Regions from separate parts of the Pungitius pungitius genome. Here region 2 is linked to region 1. A link is a contact called in public Hi-C data. All regions are on one chromosome and are shown on one strand. Each heading gives the region's core, a stretch centred on a gene start, on an enhancer-like site or on the middle of the called end of the contact. The rest is flanking DNA. Distances are from core to core; before and after follow the strand shown.

Region 1 (4,542 bases), core at 838-3,337:
TGTTTGGCTCGTCATCATCGTTTTTCTCCAAATCAATATTCTCGTCTTCCTCCTCGTCCTCGCTACGGTTCCGGGGGGTCCAGGTCATCTTGTTCTCCTTTTTTAGCCTGCGCCTCGCGTTGGCGAACCAGGTGGACACCTGGGTGAGGGTCATCTTGGTGATGATGGCCAGCATGATCTTCTCCCCCTTGGTCGGGTAGGGGTTCTTGCGGTGCTCGCCGAGCCAGGCCTTCAGGGTGGCGGTGGCGTCCCGCGTAGCGTTTTTACGATATGCTGGGTCACCGTAAGGGTAGGAGCCCAAGGGTGCTGCGTAAGGATGGTATCCGATTGAGCCCGCCATGCCCGTGGTGTGGTCATAGGGAGAACCCTGATTAAAGAAAAATCAAATTGAAAAAAAAAATGTTTTGTGTCACATTTTCTGGAATGCTTAAACAATAGTTAAAAGGAAACACAAGCATGGACACACACACACACGCGCGCGCGCATGGGCATGTGCGCGCTCGGACACACAGGGGAGCACACACACACACACACACACACACACAGACAGGCACACACTTACACACACGTATACGATTACACTGGCTTTAGTCCAGTAGTTTAAGGTTAATGTGTATGGAGTTTATTAGTTGAGTGGGTATTTGACATTTGCTCAGCATTTTTATTCTTATTTATATGATGTCGGCACGCAGCCGATTATATTCTTGCCATTAAAATCCTACCAATTTAACTATGCACAGTGGGCCTTGCACTAATTTGCCTATTCTGCTGGGATCCTCCTTTGTAGTTTTAGAGCCCCGTCTGAATGTGTTGCCTGTGCTGCCATGAGAAAACAACAACTAAAAGGGAATTTCCCCAAATTGGATGGTCCAAAGTTAGCAATAATTTCAGTTAAACATAACGTGATCCAAAATAGCCATCACGGGAAATGCACTTAGGCAAAGCTTCCACTGTATGCACTGTCCACGCTTTCTCCTCAAAATCTACAATTTCCATAGGAACCGCGTAACAGCACACAACACAGTCAACACACTTCTGTTTACTCAACAACATGTTTTCTGGACCTCACATTCTGTAATATTATATCCACGCACTCCTCCGTGACGCACGTTTCCCTCTCGGTTCGCTTGGCACCGCACGCGTGCACCGTGCGCATTTTCGACTTCCATAACGAGTTAATACATCTCCTCAGTGACTCCCTTTTTTGTTTGTTTGTTTTTTTAATTAGATGGAATAATCACCTTTAGTTTACTCACCACGTACGAGGTGAATGTAGCAGCCGCTGCCGCGTCCGCGCTGTATGGCAAGTGGGAGTTGTAGCCCGGCGAGGCGCTAGTGAACGCGGTAGATCCGGCGTAAGGCGCAAAAGCAGATCCCGAAGAGGATCTCCCAAGTTCCTCGGTTCTCGGTCCCGATATCACGCTGGTGCTGTATGCGGGGCACGAATACAGGGCCAGAGAGGCGGACGGCTGGTACAAGTAGCCCTGAGGATACGCCATGCTGGAGCCCGGAGAGTCGAAGCCACTTAACTTGCGCACTTTCCTCCCCTTTTATTTTTCTCTCTATGCGCTGCTGTCGGAGCGCATAGAGCCGTGTGTCTGCAGACCAGCTGCCTTTCCTCCCCCTTCTAAATGACAATGGCGAAGGAAGGAAGGAAGGAAGGAAGAAAAAAAAAGAAGCAGTAAAAGTGATTAAATAAAGAGAGGCTTAGGTGTTGGGTGGATTATTTTGCCCGCAGCCAGCCACTGTCCGTCGGATGTGTTGTCTCGGAATTGTTTTGTTTTTTCTGTGGCTCCCTTATCTGAGTTGCACCCTCGATCTCATGCCCGCGCAGAAGTTTTTTTTTTTTTTTTTTCACCCGTCGGACGGGGGGCTTTGCTTGGGAAAATGTCCTGCCAAGATGCTAAGTTGAAAAATTGAGGATCCTGACGCTTACTACGCTCCTCCTCTCGGGGTGTAGTCACCGAAGGAAAAAGCGAGTTTATGCTGGGTAACCACAGCCCTGCCCAAATCCATGCTCTCTCTCTCTCTCTCTCTCCCGCTCTCTCTCTCTCCTCACCCCCTCCCTCCCTTGCATTAACTAACAATCCGTCTCATTCTCTATTTCTCTATTTTTTCTCCCTTTAACAAGGCTCGTTGCAGTAAGTCTCAAGTGCGCCGGGCAGCCCCCCCTTTGGATGGCGACATCATGCGAGTATTTCAACTCCCAACTTTCTTCTTTTTCTTTTTTTTCCTCTCACCACCCCCCCCCACCTCCCCCTTATTCACGAAGCCGTCACTCTCACACTTGATCAATAACATATCGGCTGTTGTACGCCAGGATGTGGGGATATGGGATTGCAAGATACCGGCAGGAATGAGAAAAAAAGGCGCTTTATTGCTGCACTTTTTTTTTTTTGTTCTTTGTTCGTAAAAAAAAAAAAAAGTCGTCATTTTAAGTATGTGCGTTAAAATCTACCGACTCGATGCGCAAATCCGCAATGGGAGTTTTCAAATGGATTACGACCGTTTGCGCACGTCGACTTTCTAACGCCAGACGAATGGGTCTTTGGTAAGATATGTGTCCACCGAAAAGTAAAAGGAAGATGGCGCAAGCGGCACCTGGCCGAACACATCAATCCGAACAGCTGCTGTGCGTAAACAAACTTTGCATTATTGACGTCTGTGTGCTGTGATTGAGAATAATATTCTGTCTCCGCCGAGTTTGGACGATTAACTGTGGCGACGGCTAAGTAGTTTTTTTTGCGATATATCCTGGGGCAAACCAATCTGATACACACTCCCAGAATGGCATAAAACCCTACAAACCAGGGCAGATTAGTGCCAACTACACCAAATCCGCCAGGACCAGTAGGCGTGATCTCATTTGATCACTGCAGATACGTTTCAGTGCTGAAATACTGATTTAATATGCCACTGTAAAGCGGCAATTACCTTGTTTAGGTCCGTTTCATAAATATTAATCTCTCAGGAAAAGCACAGAAAAAAGTTATTAATTAATCATTTAGAGAGCCTTATAATTAAATGAACCTGGTTTGCGTGATTGCTTCAAAAAATGAATACGTTAATAGTCTATCACAAATATTATTCCCTTTGTATCAGCCCGTATCTACGAGGCGTTTTCATGCTGATGATTGACTTTCCAGTTCAAGTCTCCGATAAGCCGAAAGGGATCGCTGTAGGCGCTGCTAAGGAGTGTGTGCACACGCTGTCACGTGTTATTTTACGCTCTGAAAACCTCCAGAGCGCAAGGAATGATGACGCGGGTACAGTGGGAGCCGACGAGAGAGAGAGAGAGAGAGGGGGGGGGGAAGAGAGAAAAAAGGATGGCTACACAAAGCGACCCTCGCCTAATCAAATGACAGTGTGACGATGAGACCTACAGTGGTGTCACGACGCCTCCTGCAGTGTTTAGACAATTAACTAATTACTGGAATTTTTTTTTTTTTTCCTCACAAGAGCAGCTACGGGAAGAAGTGACTGCATTCGCGGGGGGCTGACATCTCTTTGATTACGTTGAATGCGGGGGAAATAGTATGACATCATACGTGTGCGTTATAGTTAAATTATTGTCTGTCATGTATGTGCTCAGGTGCAACAAACAAAAAAAAAATCCCGTATGATGTTTGCCACGTGAGCCGCTAACAAAAGTAGCTGCAGAGCGGGTGCCAATACTATTATTATTATTATTATTAGTTGTATTAGAATTGTTGTTATTGATTCCATAAAGGACGCGTCTGTGGTGTGTAACGCGCTGTGGTTCCCACTCTGAAAGTAGGAGGAGGACCTATAATTTGAGATCACGGAGCCTATAATAGGAGTTGGTCATGGCAACAGCTTCCAACTCTCAGCACTGCACCGATAAAGGAGGAGGTGTCGGTGAGTAGAGTTTTGCTCATTTGCGCTTTTATTTTTTTTTTAAACATAGATAAGTGCGTAAGCGTTCTAGATGCGTAAAAAAATGTGTGGCACCTTCGCAAATGAGGGGAGCTTTTTTTCAAATCGCCACAAATGTTGTTTTGACGACGTCTTACTTGTATCGCTTCCTCTTCGTCACCGCGTCGTCCTTCTTTCTTTTTTTTTTTTTTTTATTTCCCAGAGAAATCGAGCACGCGATCGACGAATGAAAACGGCTTCACGTGGCAAAGACGGTGCGAATGAAAGACGATGCGTGCCACTTACGATGCCCGAGGGAGCAAGTGTAATCTAAATTGGATATAGAGGGTATTATTACGCAACATTATGCGCCGAGGTGGACTAATTGCGCGTCCGGACGAGTCGAACAGTAAGTTGACGTGGAGAGGCGCACGAGGTCAGCTCCACTGCTGCCTGCACTGCGCCTTTTTAGTGGAATGGAGAAAGAAAAAAAAAAGAAAAAAGCTTGAAGTATTCATGGGATTTTTAACCATTCTAAATCTGTGTCCTAAACCGATTAGTTGACACCAATTTTTCTTTGATGTATTAGCTGAGGGCTTTTGCCACTTGGAAGCCAATTGAAATTCAAAACAGTTTACGCTCCAAATGCTTTGGGGAGATCTGCTG
Region 2 (4,773 bases), core at 2,165-4,664, 180 kb after region 1:
TTTTAAATTTAGTAGTAGCCTACAACCTGAACTTAACAAGTTAATGTAAAACACTTGCAAGGCAATGCGTTAATTCACGCTTTGATCCGGTGTCCTAACCCAGTTTAATAAGTTGCACTCCATTGACTATTAATTTGTTTCCAAATGGCGTGAGCAGGAGAAACCGCTCCAAAATGCTTTACTTTGGCTATCTATTTAATATGCATGATTGGTTGGTGTAATGTAATTAAAATCACACTATTGAAATTATTCTAACAAGGAAAAAAAAATTAAACTTTAAATGTATTTCAAAGTACACTTGCTTCTGCTGCTAAGAACAATTAATTTTTGGAAACTAATTCATTTAGTGGATTAAGCTTCACTGTTCTTCAAACACTGAGATTTATTGGACCTTTGTTTCACCCTAATGGGACATGAGTTGGAAGGAACTGCAGTTATTTTTTTGGGTTACCCACAGATTAAACTTTGAAAACCGCTGAGGAACATCTCTGATTGACAACAACAGTTGGTGTATATTCCCAACAGCTATCAAGAGATAACACCAATAGTCACTTCTATGACATTTCCTGCATTTTATTTAATGTATTAGCTTGAACTGACCAAAAGCTTTTTGCGGAAATTCTCCTGAAACTGAAAATTGTGGTGAGTGACAAACTCAGCAAATACTGCTGGCTCTGCTGAACAAAACGAGTACAGAAATCTCTCTCTCTCAAACACACATAAAAGCGTACAGCGGTCATTAATTGCATTTTCTTTTTGATAAAAATGTGTGTTTTTAGTCTGTCACCGTAGCGTTGTGGAAGAGATCTAAATGGGTGATTCGGTTCTCCCTCCGTGCCACGCGTGTTGCATAAGGAACTATACTGTACACTGCAGAGACGTTTGCTTGTGAGAATGTGGAATCGTGTCATCTGCATAATTACCGTCCAAGAGCTCTTTCACAAAACAGCCCCCCCCCCCGGTCGCCTGTACGCGGTCTGCCCTGTTTTTTTTTTTTTTTTTACATAACCTACTAATTCAATTGGCTCCAACGCGCTGCCACCACGCGCCCTTAAAGTTGTTCAAAGAAACTATCTGATAATACTGATCAATACAAATCATATGAAAATATCAATAATAATAATCAAAGTCAAAAAGATGTAACGTGGTGGTTTGGGCCTTTTCTCGTGTGTGTGTGTGTGTGTGTGTGTGCGGGGGAGTCCAGCTGGGGTTAGTTTACTGTTTACTGAGACTCTCTTGAGGAGAAATGGGGGAGCTGCGTCTTAATGCTTTTATGGCCACGCCAGTTTCCCGGGTCGGCGTGAAAGTGTTGAGTTAGTGCGTGGCGCGTTTGATTGGAGGCAATAAATCAGACGCAGTCCTTGGCGTGGGTGGAGTGGAGTGGAGGGGGGGAGGAGGAGGAGGAGGAGGAGGAGGAGGAGGGAAGGGTGGGGGGGGGCAGTTGGGGAGGCGACCGACCGACCGACCGTCGTCTCGGGGATGAGACACGTGTCCATCCGGACTCGGAGCGCTGCTTAGTGGACACCAGCAGTCAGACACCTCGCTCGGAATTATTTATTCTCTCTCTCGCTCCTCCCCCTTCTCTCTCTCTCTCTCTTTTTTTTTATCTCCTTCTCTTTTTGTTGTTGCCGTTTTAAAGTTGTCCTTCTTCTACACACTTACGCATTTATCTTTAACCACCCTCCACTTCACTGTCTGGACCCCCTCCGTTTGTAGGTCGATCTTACGTGTCTGTGCGTGTGTGTGTGCGCGCGCGCGTTAAGTGTGAGCGTGCTATTGACTGCTATGTAGTGATTACCATTCCGGTCGGATGGCACCAGCAAGCCGCTGTAATTAATAACCCCATAATCCGGGTTGGGGTGGATGTCGGCGAAGAACACACACAGATTCAGGACAGAGTTTTACAGACACAAGGCGTATCCGTATGGGGTAGTTCTATGTATGAAATTATAGCTGCTATTATCCCCCCCCCCCCCCCCAGACAATGATAACTATCTGCTTCCAAAGAAGATTAAAGGTTTATACAAGTTTAGAATTCTTGGAAACCGGGATTCGCATTATCAAAACTACACTGAGATTGATGAGATTTGATCCCGCCGTCAATAATACGTTAAGACTTATATTTAAATAAAGTGCGTGGAATAATTATTGAACCTCTGCAGTTGTTTTGCGAACGATTAACAAAACAGATGCTGGTATAAAAGTCGGTTCAAATGCGATTACGGTTGTCCCGTACACACTTTTTTGTATTGATTCATGGAATTTCAATTTTGACTCCCTTGTTTGGTTTTAATCCGTATTATTTACAAGAAACATCAGGTTGCATCATAATTATTGAATGGATTTTCTTAAAGTGCAGACTGTCCGGATGATCGTTTGGTTTTAGAGCGGATTTAGAGAAAAGTATCTCAAATCACTAAATAATGTGTTGTCTTAAGCTTTATATCGAGCAATCTGTTTATTTACTCCGTTACAACGTTGATGTTATTTATTAATATTACGTGTCATTATTTTTGTTTATTGGCTTGGTTAACAATAACAATTATAATGTTATAAATATTTGTTTATTTCTTAATATGTTTTGCTCATTCTTTCTGAAGACAGTGTTGTTTCCCCCGGAATACACATCTTCCCAGCCCAATCCACTAAGTTGTTTATTACTTGTCATTGTTGGTACTTTGCACTTTACTCTTCATTAACAGTGTAATGTGCCTATCAACAGCTCCCTCTTTGATGTCAAGTAGCTCCATGCGACCCGTTTGATGTCCTGAATTGACTCCGATTCGCCCATAACACCTCCGAACCGGTGTAAAAAAACACAGTTACGGTGACATGGCGATAAATTAAAAAAAAAAAAAGGTGTGTGTAGCCTGTGATCCAGGGTCATGACAAGGCGTGAGTACCGCCGCTAGTTAAAAACATATTCATTATTTTCTGTTTTTTTTTTGCTTGTGATTTAATAGTGTTTGAAACTGCCACCTGACGTGTTTTTTTTAATATATAGAGGAATGTCAGTTCCAAAAAAATGTGCGTGAACAATTTCCAATTGATACAAGAGAGGGAATTAATTTGACTTTTTTTTAACCGAGGTCCTCCTACGCAAATCTCCAAGAATAAATGTGCTCTTTTGCATTAAAATAGAAAGAAAACTAGAGACAAAAAAAACGAAGTTAATCAGTCGTAGACATCACACGGCTTACTGTTGTGCAAACGGGCGAAATTGAGAATTAACACAAACAATGCGGTGGGACGGACTCAAACAAATAACAAATGAAATAGATTGGCGAGCCATAAAATGAGATTTGAAACCCCATTCAAATAAGAGCTCGCGACGTCAGTGCACTTATCCGAGAAGAGAGAGCGAGGGAGGGAGGGAGGGAAAGAGAGAGAGAGAGAGAGAGAGAGAGAGGGAGGCTTGTCGGTGAGCGGTGGATATGAGAGGGGTGAGATTTGAGAAATAGGAGGGGCTTCTAAACGACTAGAAATGTCAATCTGAGCAAGGCAGTCCCAATAATCTAAAGCAATCTGTAAGGACCTGACCTTAGTCCATCCAGATCAATAGGGAAGTGCGGGTGGAAAGAAGAAGAAGAAGAAGAAGAAGAAGAAATAAGGGGCGCAACCGGATCGTTTACACTGGCTGCTACCGAGGAAATATAGACTTCCCCTGCTCGCACCTTTTGTTGCTCACATGCTCTCACTGTAAAAGTGGATATCGAGGCAAATCCCTCGCTTTGTGTGACCGCAGCAGACTTTCCCCCCTCCCCTGTTCCCGCCGTCATGTCGTTCCCACAGCTGGGATATCAGTACATCCGACCGATATACCCGCCGGAGCGCCAGGGGATCGCCAGCAACGCCCGGGCCGGGACAGAGCTCAGTCCGTCCGGCGCGCTCTCCAACGTCCTCTCCACTATGTACGGATCTCCTTTCGCCGCGGCGGCGCAGGGCTACGGAGCGTTTCTGCCCTACTCCAACGACATATCCATTTTCAATCAGCTGGTGAGTCACTTTGGTCCCTCCTCAAAGTCTTCGGTAGAACTTTTTTTTTTAAAATATATATATATATATATATTACTTAAATTACGCAATTGAAATGGAAATGAATAAACTATTCCGGTTCATTGGCACTTTTTTTGAGCGTCAACTTTTTGAGCGACGTGGTGAAAAAAGCTGCTTTTTTTCTGGGCTGGATCTTTTGTGAAATGTAGTTAAAAGTGGTTAAAAAGTAACGTATTAACAAAAGCGTGCTTAGGCCTTATTGTTACATCATTCCCTGAAAGTAACGTCTGACGAGTTTATAAAAGGTTGCAACGTGCTGTGACGGTTTACACACATTAAAGTATTGCCCGCTTAAATGTTTCGTTGTAAATTTTACATCGTAACATTTAACATTTTAAAAAGTTGCATTCAGTTGCCTCGCTTTTGGTACAAAAAAAAACTCGTTTAAGTTAAATAAAAAAATATATTTTTGTTGTTTGTTTACAACCTTAATAGAGACCGTATTGTTGCTGCATTACTCTTAAATCCCTTTCCCGCAGTGCGTGGCTCAGTCCAATGTGTCGTGGAGAATAATTAAGTGTAATAAATCCCTCTGACTGTGATGCTTTGTGTTCGCAGGGTGCTCAGTATGAACTCAAGGACAGCCCCGGTGTCCAGGGACACCCAGGGTTCGCCCACCATCATCCCGCGTTCTATCCATACGGCCAATATCAGTTCGGTGACCCGTCCAGACCCAAAAACGCCACCAGGGAGAGCACCAGCACCCTGAAGGCCTGG

The links. Hi-C and Micro-C count contacts between places; a contact is called where the count stands out from the background.
Region 2: a contact with region 1 is called in a Hi-C map of muscle, with 2.3 times the contacts expected there. The contact joins the promoter of irx3a here to the promoter of irx5a in region 1. A contact is called at or near these places in 2 of 2 Hi-C or Micro-C datasets (both in muscle).

Annotation. Positions count from the first base shown.
Region 1 is chr4:19,393,879-19,398,420 of fPunPun2.1, forward strand. irx5a (iroquois homeobox 5a) reads right to left here and starts at 2,088. Exons shown (of 3, transcript XM_037456108.2): 1 at 1,242-2,088; 2 at 1-367. The coding sequence starts at 1,499.
Region 2 is chr4:19,572,746-19,577,518 of fPunPun2.1, forward strand. It overlaps irx3a (iroquois homeobox 3a), which reads left to right and starts at 3,415. Exons shown (of 2, transcript XM_037455606.2): 1 at 3,415-3,996; 2 at 4,615-4,773. The coding sequence starts at 3,778.